Regions from separate parts of the Sus scrofa genome. Here region 2 is linked to region 1. A link is a contact called in public Hi-C data. All regions are on one chromosome and are shown on one strand. The core of a region is the stretch at or near the end of the contact, and the rest is flanking DNA. Distances in the headings are between cores, read along the strand shown. Region 1 has its middle 85 kb from the start of CLIC6. Region 2 has its middle 120 kb from the start of SETD4.

Evidence for each region. A called contact is a pair of places that touch in the nucleus more often than the background predicts.
Region 2: a contact with region 1 is called in a Hi-C map of alveolar macrophages, with 5 times the contacts expected there. The contact joins two enhancer-like sites. A contact is called at or near these places in 13 of 47 Hi-C or Micro-C datasets (alveolar macrophages, blood, brain and 9 more) and 1 of 2 datasets of contacts at active chromatin or transcription factors (alveolar macrophages).

Annotation. Positions count from the first base shown.
Region 1 is chr13:198,333,031-198,338,688 of Sscrofa11.1, reverse strand. It overlaps the pseudogene LOC100623408. Among named protein-coding and RNA genes, the nearest start is that of CLIC6, 85 kb to the right of the region's middle. Within about 2 kb of position 1,713, at least 9 of the 83 cell types and tissues checked have an H3K27ac peak or open chromatin away from gene starts, as enhancers often do. A contact at or near this core is called in alveolar macrophages, retroperitoneal adipose tissue and subcutaneous adipose tissue, where this site is marked.
Region 2 is chr13:199,471,165-199,476,735 of Sscrofa11.1, reverse strand. No RefSeq gene overlaps it. Among named protein-coding and RNA genes, the nearest start is that of SETD4, 120 kb to the left of the region's middle. Within about 2 kb of position 3,770, at least 17 of the 83 cell types and tissues checked have an H3K27ac peak or open chromatin away from gene starts, as enhancers often do. A contact at or near this core is called in alveolar macrophages, retroperitoneal adipose tissue and subcutaneous adipose tissue, where this site is marked.

The sequences.
Region 1 (5,658 bases), core at 464-2,963:
TCAGAAAAGGGCGTCATGCCCAGCACTGACAAGATGCAGAGTGCCAGGTCTGCGGGACTGTCCCCCATCATAACCCAGTCACCCCAGGGGGCTGCTGGCAGCTCAGTCCGCTCGAAGACCCATGACTGGCTTCGCCCATGAGGAGTTGCCATCTCTGCATATTTTGAAGGCTGTCTGGTCTCTCGTGGTTTACGGCTCTGGGCTGGTATGTCTGGGGATTTCTTGCTCTAGATAACATGTTTTAAATAAGTAAAAAAGCTCCAACACACACACACGTACACGCACACGAAATGTGTGTCCCCAAGCTGAACTCTCTTCAATTAACTTGTATGTATGTATGTATTTTTGCTTTTTTAGGGCTGCACCTGTGGCACATGGAAGTTCCCAGGCTAGGGGTCGAATCAGAGCCAGACACAGATCCCAGCCACATCTGCAACCAATACCACAACTTGCAGCAACACCGGATCCTTAACCCACTGAGTGAGGCCAGGGATTGAGCCCACATCCTCCTGGATACTAGTTGGGTTTGTAACACACCCCCCCCCCGCCGCAGTGGGTCTTGACTGCTCCTTTGTGACCATCTCTGAGCTTCCCTGGCCATAAACTCCTTCTCCAGCCCCACCTCACCTTCCTGAGCTCTGGGGGACGCAGAGGAGAGGAGCCCCAGCCAGCCAGTCCCGCCCCAGTCACCGTCCCCACTGACCCCCACCTCGAGGTCCCTTCCACTGGCAGCGATTCAGTCAGCTGGACCAGTGTGCCCATTCTCAGCTGCTCTCCGACTGTTGCAAAGTGTGCTGACTGGGACCCACCCCTCCACGCCCTAGGGAACCACTGCAGGCCATTCCCAGCCCACTCCCTGTGACACCAGACCAGACTGAATGTTGAAAATTATGAGAATCTACAAATTGAATGGGGAGTTTCTATTGTGGCTCAGTAGGTTATGAACCCCACTAGTATCCGCAAGGATGCGGGCTTGATCCCTGGCCTTGCTCAGTGGGTTAAGGATCTGGCATTGCCACAAGCTATGGTGTAGGTTGCAGATGCAGCTGGGGCCTGGCACTGTTGTGGCTGTAGTGTAGGCTGGCAGCTGCAGCTCTGATTCGACCCCTAGCCTGGGAGCTTCCATAGACCACAGATGAGGCCCTGAAAAGAAAGAAAGAAAGAAAGAAAGAAAGAAAGAAAGAAAGAAAGAAAGAAAGAAAGAAAGAAAGAAAGAAACATTGGAAGGAAAGAGCAATCCAGGTTGCCTCACAATGGAGCAACAGCCACTAGAGCTGGGTGTCACCCTGACTTTGAATGGCCGAGGGGCTACAGGTCAAAAAAAGGCAGTTCCCGGCATGGCCAATGACTCTGTCCAAGAATAGGCCTTTCCAACAGATGCCCAGCGTGACCCAAAAGCTCTCCTGAAAAGTCCAGTCTTACGACAACAGAGCTGCCCGTCACCGAGCAGATTGCCCAAAACCACGGGGGGCTGGGAGGGGGTGTGTGTGTGTTTGTGTGGAAATCCAGTAACTCAACCCCAGTGACCCCACCCTGTCTGCCGTTACTCGGAGCTGGCTGGCCAAGGTCCAGGGAGCAGACCCAGTCAGACTAACGTCTATCCAAATTTAATTCTCAATTGAAAATGGAAACAAGGCAGGCCAAGACAAACCCAGGGCCTGACTTAGCAGCAGCAACTGCCAAGGCAAAGCCCTTGTCGCACGGGGGCCAAAGGTCGGCCTCCACCCACCACCTTTCGTATAGAAATTCCCCTGCTGCATAACCACTCCGTGACACTCTGACTATGGATGTCCTCATTTTATAGGTGAGGAAAACGAGGCATGAGAAGTCGGGTGATTGACTTGAGCTCTCATGGTAGCTGGCAGGGCATGGCTGAGCCTGGCAGTCTGGCTCCAGACCAGCCTTCCAGGGAGGGGACCACCCCCCCTCAGCCTTGGCCCCTCACCCACCCTGGCACCCTCCCCAGCTGCAGACCCCAGGGTGGGAGAGTGGGGATTTGGCACCAGAGAGGCTCCAGGCCCCCCTCGGAGACTGACAGGGTGTCTGGTTGCAGCCCTCAGTCCTAGGGTGAGGCCTCTGTCCAAACATCCAGTGTCTGAAGCCTGGCAGGGGGTGGGGTGCGGGGGGAATCTTCTCTTCCTGCCTCAGGTTCCCTTCCAAGGGGGAGGCTCATGCCCTCATTGCAGTCCCCCCCCCCCACCCCTAAACACCAGAGGTCTCAGGGGACAAGTCAGCTTGGAGCTTCTGGGCCGTGGTGCCTGCGTGGGGAGCTTGAGACCTTTGAACATTTATTTCGTCCTCTGGAAGCTGGCCATTATGAGGCCGGGTGCCTGTGTGGAATTTTAAAATGATTTAGAATGATTAGAAAAAAATACTTCATAAGAACAAATTATGCTCTCTCCTGCGGGATTTACCAGCCTGTCTAGAGAGTATCTCTCTATCCATCTATCCTTCTGACTAGCCATCTGCACACTCACAGCCTCAGACAGTCAAGCTACCATATGGACTTTTTTTTTTTTTTTTTTTTTTTTTGCTTTTTAGGGTCGCACCCACTCCCTGTGGAAGTTCCCAGGCTAGGAGTCAAATCAGAACTGCAGCTGCTGGCCTACACCACAGCCACAACACGGGATCCCAAGCCATGACCTACACCACAGCTCACAGCTCAGTGGTGATCCTTAACCCACGGAGCAAGGCCAGGGATTGAACCTGCATCCTCATGGATACTAGTCAGGTTCATAACCCACTGAGCCACAACGGGAAATTTGTATGTGGACTTTTGATTATAGCTCTCAGTAACACCTGGGTCAGAGGCCAGTTTCTGAAAATCTCCAGCTATATGAACTTGGATACGGTCCTTAAACATCTCTGTGCCTCTTTTGGGGAGGGGGGTTGCATCTGTAAAATGGTAAGCAAGCATAAGAGTGCTTCTCTGGTGTTCCCATGGGATCTCAGCAGTTAACGAACCCGACTAGCATCCATGAAGATGCCTCTCTCAGTGAGTTAAGGATCTGGCACTGTTGTGAGCTGTGGTGCAGGTCGAAGATGCAGCTCGGATCTGATATGCTGTGGCTGTGGTGTAGGCCAGAGGCTACAGCTCCCATTGGACCCCTAGCCTGGGAACCTCCATAGGCTGCCCTAAAAGGATAAAAAGACCAAAAAAAAAAAGAAAAAAAAAGTGCTTCTCTGACTGGGTGACTGCAGGAAGCACATTAGCAAATCTAGGTAAGAGGTCAGTGTGGCATCTTGGAGTTTGCTAAGTCACCATGAATGGAAGGGAAGGTACTCTGGGCTGCAGCAGGAGCCTGGCTTTCCTGGACCTAAAAGAGGAAGCAGACTTTCCCACTGTGGCCACAGCCATGAGTGTGCTCAGACTTCAGAAGAGGCTTGCCTCCAGTGTCCTCCGCTGTGGCAAAAAGAAAGTCTGGTTGGATCCTGATGAGACTAGAGAAATTGCCAACGCCAAATCCCGTCAGCAGATCTGGAAGCTGATCAAAGATGGGCTGAGCATCCAGAAGCCTGGGACTGTCCATTCCCGGGCTCGATGCCAGAAAAACACCCTGGCCCACCGGAAGGGCAGGCATATATGGGCATCGGTAAGCGGAAGGGTACTGCCAGTGCAGGAATGCCCAAGAAGGTAACTTGGTTGCAGTTGATGAAAATTCTGCGCCGGCTGATACCATGAGTCTAAGAGGATTGACCTGCGCGTGTATCACAGTCTGTACCTGAACGTGATGGAAACGTGTTCAAAAACAAGCGGATTCTCATGGAGCACACCCACCAGCTGAAGGCGGACAAGGCTCGCAAGAAGCTTCTGGCGGACCAGCCTGAGGCCCGCAGGTCTAAGACCAAGGAAGCTCGCAAGCGCCGTCAAGAGCGGCTCCAGGCCAAGAAGGAGGAAGTCATAGACTCTGTCCAAGGAGGAGGAAGCGACCAAGAAATAAAGTTCTCCCCCTCTTCTCTGTACATAGTGGCCTTAGCAGTTACATAGATTCAATAAAAACGAGCCTGGGAAATTCGAAAAAAAAAAAAAAAGAGAGGAAGCAGTGAACCTGAGATCTTTCATTTATTAATTTAATTTAATTTAATTTAATTTTTTTTCTTTTTTAGGGCCACACCTGCAGCACATGCAAGTTCCCAGGCTAGGGGTCGCATTGGAGACGCAGCTGCCAGCCTCCGCCACAGGCACAGCAACGGGGGATCCACGCCAAGTCTCCGACCTACACCACAGCTCATGGCAACACTGGCTTCTTAACCTACTGAGCAAGGCCAGGGGTTGAACCCGCCTTCCATGGATCCTAGTTGGGTTCATAACCTGCTGAGCCACAGCAGGAACTCCCCCAAGAGCTTTTAAAGCTGTGCTTTTGTGTAGAGACTTGGCCTGTGCCAGCTGACCCAAGCTCATTTTTACCATTTTTCCTGTAGGGAGGTAAAGCCCAGAGAAAAATTGGATTTGGTTAACCAAGAGAAACCGAACCGAGGTTGAGACGAAGTTCTGCAGATTAATTTAAGCCCACAACAGAGCAGGGGGCGGGTGCCAGGCGGAGGACCAGAGTCCTGAGCCATAAATCACCCTCAGCAGGTCGGCCTGCTGTGTGACCTGACACAGAAGGAAGGCGCCCTTGCTGGACCCCAGGACTGTTACTGAAACTGAACAGGGCCCCGAGGGTCTCCTGGGCACACAGGCCTTTCTGTGTCCCTCATTTCTTGTTTTTAGGGAATAAACTTCAGCCTCCATGACCTTCCCTAAGTTCCAAAGGGCAGGTTCAAGCTGTTGCTTATCAGGGAAGGTCTCTCTTGCAGATATCAGGGAGGAGCGGTCAAGAGACAATAGCGCAGCCTTGGGGCAGGTCCTGGTCCCTCCTCAAGGAATACAGATAACAATGTCTTTGAGGTCTTCTTGGCACAACTAAGACCCCCAACAAATGGAAGATGTTAATGAAGCACCAGGCCACTGAACTCCAGCAAACAATGCAAGCTTTACCCTGAGCCTTATCTTTGGCCTTATTTTTCCCTCCCCAAACTATAAAACCAGCTCCCAATCTCTCCTAAGGGGAGGGTGGGAGAGGACAGTCTTTAAGGCATCAGTCTGCTGTGACCCTCCTTTGCCTGGCAAAGCAATAAAGCAATTTTTTTTTTTTTTTTGGTCTTTTTAGGGCCACACCCATGGCATATGGAGGTTCCCAGACTAGGGGTCGAATCAGAGCTCCAGCTGCCAGCCTACACCACAGCCACACAACACCAGATCTGGGCCACATCTGCAACCTATACCACAGCTCAGGGCAACGCCGGATCCTCAACCCACTGAACGAGGCCAGGGATTGAACCCACAACCTCGTGGTTCCTAGGTGGATTTGTTTCTGCTGCAACACAAAAGGAACTCCAATAAAGCTATTTTTTCTCCTTCACCCAAAACTCTTGTCCCGGTGTTTCTGTTCGGCACCAGTGGGCAGAGACTGAGTTCTGGCAACTCCTCTGGTTTCCTCTGAGTCTCCGTGTAGAATCCTCCCTTGCCTTTTCCTATCATCTGGAACCAATTGGCACTCTTTGGCGTCCCTTGGCTTGTGGTGGCACTGTCACTGAGAAGGCCCTACAGGAGCCTGGAGTTGGGGGGGAGGACCCTCCCCCACATCCTGCTTTAGCTCCTCTCTGATAACAGTA
Region 2 (5,571 bases), core at 2,521-5,020, 1.1 Mb before region 1:
TTTCTCTTTTCTATGAATGTGAAGAATCATTGTGTATGATTATCTATATTACAAATAATAATTCAGAATTCTACTTTTCCCTTTTACCATTGATGTACCAATATTCACCCATGTTATTGAATAGTCTTTGACTCTGCTAGGAATGATTAAGGTTTTAATTGGTTACTTATAGTTATTTTACCTTTGGCATGGCTAGATATTTGGTTTCTAAGACCACATTGCATAAAGGATCCCTTTCCCCTTTGTTTATTGAAAATAAAATTATCTCTATTTCATCTGCAGGCAAGGGATGTTTGAAGGGAATTAGGATGGGTATGTTTTATATTACAAAACATGTAGTCATATATCTGGAATTTTTTATTCTTTTTCTTATTTATATTCAGTACATTGTATATTTTTCCTAGTGGACACAAATTATAGAAGTAATTAAATTTCATAAGAGAGGTGATTCCTCCAAATCTAGAGGGTTCAGCTCGAGCTGGTGTTGAATGCAAATGCGACATGTTACCAGAGCTCAAACCATCCTTGCTACCCTTGTGCATAACTTCACATGGTACCTGACCTGGAACAGTAATCACTGAAGATGAGGAGAGTTAGGATTGAAAAGGGTAGAGTGACATGTTCATCAAGCAAGTGATCAGAGGCAGCACAGAGGTGTTGGGGTGTACAGGCCAGTCAGTTCCTTGTTAAGCAAGGCTTGAAGTCAAGGGCAAAGGTAAGGGTAAGAGGGAAGGACTTCTGCTTTTACAGGGAGCACCTTCAGGTTCAACTGGCTTCATTTGCTATACTTCTGCCAATTAGGTGAAGGGTTGCTCTAAGGAACCCACACTGACATGTGCCACCCCATCTTTCTAGGTGTGGAAGATGTCCCAGATCGTAGTCAAGTAGGCATCAAAAGACACACAGCCCAGTCAAGAGGACTCTGAACATGAAGGAGACACAGAAGAGGGCAGACATGGAGAGGTCAGAACCAGGGGATGGCTTGCCCCCAGCTGGGATGGCTGGGGCACTGAGGGGGATGGGGACAGTAAGGGCTGCCCCTGGCTATCTGTGCAGGTGACCCTCAGTGCTCAGAGCACATTGACCAACCCCGCCCCCTCCAATTATGGCCAAGCCTAAGAGTCTGCTGGTCATCTGGGAGCAGGTTTCCCTGCTTGCCCACTGTCTAAGTCATGTCAGCTCACTGTGTATCTCATGCCTCTCAGTTCTTTGCCAGTTAGTTTCTGAGTTAAGTCACTCCACTCCTGATACCAAGGTCTGTATTAGTTTCCTATGGCTGCTGTAACAAAGTATCACAAGCTGGGTGCTTAAACAATAGAAACACATTTCTTTTTTGATTTTTTTGCTTTTTGTAGCACATATGGAATTTCCCAGGCTAGGGGTTGAACTGGAGCTACAGCTGCAGGGCTACACCACAGCTCACAGCAATGCCAGATCCTTTAGCCCACTGAGCAAGGCCAGGGATCAAACCCGCATCCTCATGGATTCTAGTAGGGTTGTTTCAGTGAACCACGATGGGAACTCCTAGAAATGCATTCTTTACCACTTTTGGTGGTTGGAAGTTCAAGGTCAAAGTGTCAGCAGTGCTGGCTCTATGGAGTGCCATGAGGGAAGCTTCTGTACCAGGCGCTCTTCTTGGTTTGTAGCTGGTCATCTTCTCCTTTTCTCTCTTCACATCATCTTCCCTCTGAGTTTGCCTCTTTCTGTGTTCAAATATCTCCTTCTTTGAAGGACACAGTTGCATTGCATTGGGGCCCACCCTAGTGACCTCATTTAACATTATGACTCTGTAAAGACCCATCTCCAGATAAAGACACGTTCTGAGGTACTAAGGCCATGGAGCAAATGATAAGATGAAGATTGGTTTCATACTCTGTCTTTTTTTTCCAGACTCTCTCACTGCCGTCACTATGTCTTCTCCTGAAATGTACATAATATAGACACAGGCTTATTTCACTTATTGCACTTACAGAATAATTTAATGTTTCTTAGTCTTTGCTTATAAAATAAATGACATATCCTCTATTTTTCATTCACCAAAACCCCTCAGTAGGATAAACTCTAAGTTGAGTTGCTTTACTTGCATGGACCTTATAAGATCTGGCGGTTTGGGTTGGCGTCGTTCCTGCCTGGAAGAAAGGTACCAACTTTTCTTCCTTATAATTGTGCACAAACCTCTCTGGTGCTTAAAAGACAGAGTTTGAAGTATTTTTCCTTTCTTACAAAGGAAAGAAAATACGATGGTGTGCCATTTTATACATGCAATACGTTAGGACACAACTAAAGGTAAAAAGCAGCCTAGAATTTCCACATATTGATATTTCTTAGTGGTGGGAGGTAAGTCAAGGATGAAACATGCATGCACACACATGAACACACATGCACACGCATACACACAGAGAGATAGTTTCCTATTATTAGCACAGAAAATTTTTTGTATACTAATTATTGATGGACCTGAATCAGAGTATTATAGTTTTATATTTGCCTTTGGTTAGTTTGTGAGCATAATGCTTGAACTGATTAACATAAAGGATGGTATAAAATTAATTTCTATAACAATCAGAACAAGATTTATATAAAGTCACTTTAAAAGTACTATTTCTAGAGTTCCTGATGTGGTGCCATGGGCTAAGAATCCTACTGCAGTGGCTCTGGTTGCTGAAGAGACATGGTTCAATCCCCAGCCTGAATGGCACAGCCTTGGCTTGGATTCAATCCCTGGCCTGGAAACTTCCATATGCTGCGGCCGTGGACATTAAAAAAAAAAAAAAAAGCACTATTTCCTAATACTCAGTTTCTGGTTAAGAGGAAATGGGTGAACTTGTTATAAAAATCAAAGAAAGAAAACAATCTTGCAAGTATCTCAAATTTGGAATTATTGATATAGCATTTGCTTTTATTTTCTAGAACTTTTTGAAAATCATTGTCTTACCATTGGATAACAAATATTTTGGTCTTGCTTTGAGAGATGTTCTGTTTTGAATGTGGGATTTTGTTTTGTCGTTCATAAATAGAGATGACAGAAAGAAAGACATTTTCAAATATATTTACATATTTATACATTATGGAAAATTCTGATACAAATGTCATGCAAATTATTGAAAATTCTGTTTTTTATCTTTGTTTGCTGTATCCCTTCAAACTTAGCTTAGTGCCTGATACATTAGATATTTAATAATAATTATCAGATAAAACAATTGTAAATGAAGGACGCCTTGCTTTCTCTCCGTAGTCTGTATGTTGCCCTGTTTCACCCAACTGCCGCTAGATGTCTCTCGTATCCGTGCTAGATCTACATTAATACGCAGACGCGTTCCTGCCTGCAGATAATGCCTGAAGCTAAGGCTCGGAATCCTGTTGAAAGAAGGGCTCAGTTCTCCCTTTTTGCTGGGCACCAGTTCAAGTGCTCTAGACGACTTGTGTATACAGACGCGTCAGACAAAGCTGTGATGTTCGTGTAAAGTGGAAGAAGGAACAGAGGGCTATTCTCCTTGAGTCGGGCTTAGCTACCCTATCCTGGATGCTAGGAACATTTTCGAGTCAGCGAATTTTAAATTAGCCAAGCACAGACTTGAGTCACTGGTGTGAACACTCTCTCCCTTTCTCCCCTCACTTCCCCCCCCTCCCTCCTCCTCCTTCTCTCCCTCTCTTTCTTGCCCACAGGCCAACTTGCACACACAGCTTTGATGCACTTTCTGTGTCAACACACGAGCACTGGAGCCCTGACGGTGTTTAGGAGATAGTGCATTTGTGAACTGTTTATCTGTGATTCTTGGGGGCGGAATCATCTGTTGTTGAAGAGACAAACCTACTCTACTGGCACTGCTTTGTGGTCAAACTTAATCATCAGAGTAACTGAAAAGTAGATTAGCGTTCCCGGACTTCTGTAAGTCTTTCCCTTGGGGTGCAGACTAGTCAGACTAGAATGCCTTGCGGGGCCGGGGAACGCGCGAGGGTTGCGGCATGCAGGCTTCACTTAGACATACTAACATCCATGTAAAACAGGAACACTGAAAAGGAGTCTTCTGGATAAATGCATTTCTTTGAATAGCCGTATTCCCCACCTTCCAATATGAATGATACATTTCACTGTAAAAATTTGAAAAAAGGAGTATCATGAAAATAATATTCTTAGCGTTTAGAGACAAAATTACATCAGTTAATTTATAATTTACATCTCCTGTGCATTTATATTATATTATGAAATACTCCCTTATAATATCCCATATTATTCTCTTTAAAAACCCAATTTTCAACAGCAGCGTAGTAGCCCATCTTTTGCCCGTGCTTCACTTGTTTAATCATTTTCCTATTGGCAGAGATTGAGGTTGCTCCAAATTTACTTCAGAAATGATGCTGAAAGATATTTTTACATATGCATTTTCCACCTCTCTGATTGATTCTTTAAAATAAATATCTGTAATTGGATTAAAGGAGGACACATGTATTCTTTTTTTAAAGTTTTATTGAGGTATAAATAATTAGTTCACGTATTCTTGATATGGAAGCAAAATGCAAACGTCCTCAGAGAAGAACTCTCCATCCTTTTGGTTACATTTTTATTTGTTGTATCCTTTCAAATGATATTCCTTTTTGTTATAAACTCAGGGCCGATCAGGGATTCTGAAACTAGAATTGTGTCTAAATTTGGAAAGTATTTCTCAGGCAGCATCGCTTCACAGAAGACAACATTAGGGTAGGAAACTCAGATTGTTCTGTTTTGCAAATAAGCTGTTTTTCTCCTTGCCTTACACAGTATTTCCTGAAAGCTTAACTCTAGTTTCTGTCAGAAAAGATTGCTGTTTTAACACGGCTGCTTGGGTTCAATTACCCAGCTTCATAGCGTTTAGAGGGTCTTTTTGTCACTAGGAGAGAATCGTGAGCAGCTACCTGTACACTATTGTTATTATTATTATAGCCAAACTCAAGGCACTTGGAAATTCCTGGGCCAGGATCAAACACACACCACAGCAGTGACCTGAGCTGAATGAGCTGCTGCAGTGACTATAACGGATCCTTAGCCTGCTTTGCCGCAAGGGAACTCTCACCGGTGCATTATCAAGGATGCCCATCACTCAAAGAAACCCTTTGTTCCAAACGTGGTGGGCTTAATGTAGAGACATTAAGATCCAGAAGACGTAGAAGATGTAGAAGATGACATTAAGATGTAGAAGCTGTTGAGACGCCAAGGTTTGTCTCCATTTGGAATTTGGAATCTAAAGGGCAGCTTTTTCGCATGGTTCTTGTAACACTCCACATTCTTTCACCAGATATTCCCTTTTCAAAAAAATCCAAATGTGGGGCTTGAAATGTGACAATTACTATTGAGAAAAGCTTCTTTAATTTTTTTTTAAAAGCTTGATGTGAATTAAAAGGCTACTAATTTTTAAAGCCTTTTTGAAATAAAAATAAATTCATTTCTAAAAGTCAGCTTTTGGTATACAAGAACACTTCTTAATGTTTTTCAAATGGCATTCCTTTTTAAAAAATTAAATTAGATTAAACATGTATTTCCTTTCTAAAATCTGGAATGTTCTGTTTTAGTATTTGGGTGAAAGGCAGAAAGTG